Linked DNA regions of Gossypium hirsutum: region 2 is linked to region 1. A link is a contact called in public Hi-C data. All regions are on one chromosome and are shown on one strand. The core of a region is the stretch at or near the end of the contact, and the rest is flanking DNA. Distances in the headings are between cores, read along the strand shown.

Region 1 (2,837 bases), core at 253-2,752:
CGAAATGGACCCATATCTGATCCATCATACAACCGAAACTTAATCTCTACCACCTCCTCCTCCGGCATTTCAATTTCCAAAATTATCCACCAAAATCAAAACCCTTGCCTTCTTTTCCAAAAAAAAAAAAAAAAAACCTCTCAAGTTCACCACTACATACAATTTATTTTTATTCTCTGTTTGGGTTTCCCTAGAAAATGAAAGAAAAAGTAACAGATTCCAAAATCACACCTCACTCCACCCTAACTCTTGGGGTATTTTTCGTTGTAATTACATACATGAAACGATAAAAAGAGATTGAAATTTTAGAAAGAAAAAAAAAAACCTAAACCGACAACTAAAACTACAACAGGACTTTAAATATATATACCTTTCGAAAAAAAGTTGTTACAAAAAAGAAAAAAGATGAAATGAATTGCGGAGCTCTTTTCTCTTCTCTTGAGGGTGATATATATATACACGAGGGAGACTACAAAAGATTCAAAGAATTGGTTAAACTTTCAAGAGAACCCAGATTAGACCCGATCTTCACGCTTTCTCTTTTTTAATCTTTGAGTTGTTTATTTTTATGTTTCCATTTGCAAATGCAGAGGGGAGAGACATGGAGGTATCGTAAATAGTGAGTTAGGAGGGATGGATATTAGAGAGGGCGTGGCGTATTTTGGTTGGTGACTGGAAAAGAAAAAAGCTGAAAAAACATGGTAAATACAAGGACTAGGAAAGTCCCTTTGACCATAATTTAAGCTTCGAACATAAACGCGTGTCCCTTTTTATTATAACTAGACCAGCAAACGAGAGAAAGGGAGTCTCGAAGCAATCGTGAGAGAGATGGGTCACAGAAAACCTTACGAACGCTAAGTTATTAGTGCTCGTGAAGACTGGAAAAGTTTAAAGTCAAATGTTGTGGAAGCAATCCAGAGCCTTGAGTGCGGAGGTTGGTCGTCATTAGAGCTTTCAAGGATGAGCACGATGTGAAGCCGCAAGTGTTAAGGCTGGGTGTCGTGTCATAAGGCAAAGATCAATTGGGCAGCATGAGAGAATGTGAAAGCAAGTAGATTTGAAAAGAAGTCCAACCCCTCATATACAAAAGTGCAATGGAAAGAGTGCAGAGAGCGCCAACATCATGGAGGCAAAAGAACTGAGAGTGATGGTTTCTCCAAGTGCAGTAACGGTCAAGAAAAATTGAGCATAGAAGACTTGGCCTGAAGGCCTGAGGAGTCACTCACATAGAAGATGTCGATCGAGGGACCAAGTGCGGCATTCCCCTAGCAACAAGTGCACCATTAGATTGAGTAGGGGAGAATGTCAAGGGCACCCCCAAGTGCTACAGCAAGTCTAGAATGGTGCACACTCGATAAAAATAAGTTCACTCATAATGATTTTGAGATTAACCACGCTTTTATTTCACTTGTTTTACTTTTATTCACTCAATTTTTTAATATATTTAACAAGAGTCTATATACATCATATCAAACAATCTATTCTCTTTTCTCTCAAGAATAATTTGAAACAATCAAACTCTTTCTACTTAACCCTCAACATCCATGACCCAACATCCATTTCATAGTGCATTTTAAGATCAAGGACAAAGATGTTATAGTATTCCCAAAGGCCAATCATGAGATGGTTGTAATTACATACTTATTTTACCTTGTTTATTAATATAAGGCATTGTCATTATCATTTCAATTTTTTTCTATGTATATAAATAAATTGAATTGTAATAAATTCCTAAGAAAATATGATTATTGTTAAAGGTTATTTTGTCAAGTATTATTGTGGGTTTGGAAAACAATAATGCATTGAGACTAATGTGTAGTTGATTGATGACAAACTGTTGTCATTGATATAGGAATGTCAAAATCAATACAGAACAACATATTGGATTGACCTACTATGAGTATGTTTCTTGGATTATTTTTGTAACCCCTTAAACCCGGCTCAGATGTTATGGCTGAATCTTGAGAATCACATTGACCAAGTCATTGGCAAAGAAAACTCTTTTTCATATTTTCTTAAAAATCATTGTATTTAAAATGTCCTTTTATTTCGCTTGAAGAAAAAGAATCAAAATATCAATCTTACATCCCTTCTTTAAGAGTAATTTGTCGAAAATAATCTATTGTTAGAAAAGTTTGAGTATCATGATTTTGATTATAAAACATCATATTTAAAAAGAATGACGCAGCAGAAAATCTCTTTAACTAAAATTTGTTCATCATTTTGTAAAACGTAGATTAAATATATATATTTAAACCTTCAGTTACTTGGAGCACGTCATTTTGAGTTTTAAAAATAGAGTATCGAGTTTAACAAAATCACTATCTTTGAGTGGTTTTGTAACAGCTCATTTTTAGTGAAATCGGAACAGTGGTTTAGGGACCACAAATCCGAGCCAGAAAGAAAATTTTTTAAATATTATTGCACGGTCTGCATTATGATAGAAATGTCATATGAAAATTCTGATAAGAAAATTTTACCGATCATGTGTTTAATTAATGAAAGGACCAAATTGCATAGAATGCAAAAGTTGAGTTCTAGTAGCTAGAAGGATTAAATAGCTATGGAATTAAAAATTTGAGGTCCTTATATGATAATTAGACCATTAAAGAAAAGTTAGTAGATATTTTTGGTGATTCATCCATGGAAAAATTAGAAAAGACTAAGGACTAAATTAGAAATCAAAATAATTAAAGATGATAAATAATTAAATAGAAATATCATCTTATTTTATTATCATATTCATCCCCAAATTTCATGGGAGCCCTAGGAGAGAGAGAAGAAACTAATCAAGCTTAATTGGGTAAGTATTTCTGTCCCGTTTTTAGTAATTTTTA
Region 2 (2,700 bases), core at 102-2,601, 140 kb before region 1:
ATAAAACTAGAGATCAACACATTAAACCCTCATATGGAAATGAACTAAGTACCATATTAACAAAAGAAAATAGAGTTCCATACCCCAGATGTTCCAGTAGCTAACACCTTAGAATCAGATGGTTTAGAGTAAAGCCACTGTGGAGACAAAGGTATATTGCTCTCTGAAATTGCTTGATCTGCTAGGGAAAAAAAGGGTAAGATTTTACAATAAAAGAGAACTTAGGCTTTTAAAATGCAAAAACATCAACATACGACAAATAGCATTACCTTTGGTGCCCTCAAGTAACCCCACGTGTCCTTTGTCCTCCAAGTTCCCATCCCACGCTTCACCTAAAACTAACAATATCTGAGATCATTAATACATAGGCTAATTTGGCAGAAATCATAACCTCAGCCTGTCTCTATGGAGTCCTAAAGTATCAAATTATTTGAGAACGAACTGCCAATTTTCCTAATTGAAATAGGTGATCCTTTCATTGAATTCAATCTGTCGAAATAATAAGAAGAAGACATACTACAGTACCATATCAACTTCAACGTTGCAGTTTATATTTTGCAATAATTAAGATAAGCAACTAAAGTAATCTTTTCTTCTTTCATAAAAGTAATATCCATTGTCTGGTGCATCTAAATCGAAGGTTTAAGCTTAATATAATTTCACATAGAAACAATTGTGCACTTCCTTTTTTTTTCTAATTATAATCTCTTATAACAACACAGCAAAAAGAAATAGAAGGTTTCAACAAAATCGAACGAGATCTTAGGGGCAAAAATAAATAAACCATGAACGAAATCTGAAAAATCTAGATTTAATAAATTAAACCAAACTAGTAAATTTCAAAAAATGAAATATTCCGGAAGAAAAAAGAATAGAATAATAGGGGAAAACGAAGAGATTGAATTGAAATGGAAAGCAATACAATCAGCATGCAATAAGATAAAATTAGAGGAAACAATGAGACAAATATTTGATCGTAAAAAGGAAAGGGAAAAGAGAATGTAGAATACCTTTGAGAGAGGAGTGGTCGAAGCTGGTTTTGGAGGAGAGGAGATCATCAGGTAGATCTAATTTTCCGTCAGCCATCGAGAGAATATAAAAAGCAGAGATCGCGGCGGAGATACGGCGGCGTTTAAGATTCTGAAAAAAAGGTAAAGGCAGAGGGAGAGAGAGATCAAATGGGTCGATGAGAGAAAAGGGTCTGAAGAGAGGAACGATTTTGCACAGAGAGCGTGAGAGAGGAATCGCTAGGTTAACAATAGCTATTTTCTCTTAGTTATTTTTTAGCTTTGACAGAGATAGAGAAGGACCTTCAAAATTAAATAAAATACTATATAAATATCTCTTAGATAGTATACTGCCGTTTGTGGGTTTTGCTTATAATAAAGGGAGGGTTAATTCCTAAATAGCCCCTTAATTTTGCTATTTAATTTTTGTAAATTTTTGTGTTTTTAAGTTCTTAATATTTTAATTTGCACACTAATGTGCTCTTACTTTTTATCTTTATGTAAATTAATCCATAATATTTAATTTACAATAGTTTTTTTACGGGAGAAATTGTTTTTTAAATAATTATCAAAAAATTAAATTCATCTTTAGAATTACTTTCGCTTAATTCCTTTGGATGTAAATTTTGATTTATTTTTTCTCCAAGTCATTTGCTTTTTCTATTTTGTTTTGTCCAAGCATGGTAAGTGTCAACTTCCAAGTTGGCTACCTCCTTTCTTTCTCTCCCACCAATTTTTATTTATTCTCCCCATTCACTCCATATATCTTTTCTATTTTCAGTTTGTAGATCTAGCTTGTGGGTATATTTATTATCTTTACAAGTTATTATGGATAGATTACGGTGTTTGTCGTCGTTGAAACTCCATTGGCCTCAAACAGTTTATCTTGGAAAGTGGGTGCCTCTTTTTATCAGCTTTTTAATTTGTTTTTATTTTACAAGTCAATTTGGACTTTTGTTGTCTTTAAGTTTTATATGTTTGTTTTCCATTGTTTAATAAGTCTTTTACTTTTAGAAGTTTTTGCCTTGTAACACCCCTTACCCATATCCAAGGCCAAAACAGGGTACGAGGCATTACCAGACTTAACCATACACATAGACAAAAATCGGGCCATAAAATTTCATTTAATTCAAAACTTTTCGAACACATGCATAGACTCATAATTAAAGACATATAATGTGGCATAAATGAGTACTTACACATCCATAATCATGCAATAACATGTCATTCACTTTAAACATATTTGCTTACCATCCTGTATATAATATACATTCTTACACTAACTAGAACTGGACATGTTAAATCTTATTCTCATCTTATACCATCATAATGTAGTTACCAATTTGTCCATTAAACATCCATATTCAAGGTAATATTACTCATGTCCATTTAATTCATGATCGACTGGCCTGTATTTAACTTACCTGATGTATTACCAATCATGCATAATAAACAAAGCTAACTATATCATCACATCAAAACATAGGACATGGCATGATTAATTAAACTTACAAACCATAATGGATAAAGACCACATCTCATGATCATATACGATGACTCAATGCAGACCGATACGTATGGTCAAAGTCATAATAATAATACATATCACAAACCAACTTCCTATACATGCCACTCACTTGATATTTCTAATATTTGAATTAATTCTCCCAAAAATGATAGCTTGATAGTGTGA

The links. A called contact is a pair of places that touch in the nucleus more often than the background predicts.
Region 2: a Hi-C map of leaf shows a contact between it and region 1, with 2.6 times the contacts expected there. The contact joins the promoter of LOC107888835 here to the promoter of LOC107888838 in region 1. A contact is called at or near these places in 11 of 34 Hi-C or Micro-C datasets (callus, fibers, hypocotyl and 2 more).

Annotation. Positions count from the first base shown.
Region 1 is chrA09:31,334,898-31,337,734 of Gossypium_hirsutum_v2.1, reverse strand. LOC107888838 (membrane-anchored ubiquitin-fold protein 4) reads right to left here and starts at 1,502. Exons shown (of 3, transcript XM_016813080.2): 1 at 1-1,502. The coding sequence starts at 68.
Region 2 is chrA09:31,478,207-31,480,906 of Gossypium_hirsutum_v2.1, reverse strand. LOC107888835 (protein ESSENTIAL FOR POTEXVIRUS ACCUMULATION 1) reads right to left here and starts at 1,351. Exons shown (of 11, transcript XM_041077767.1): 1 at 1,011-1,351; 2 at 270-338; 3 at 84-178. The coding sequence starts at 1,086.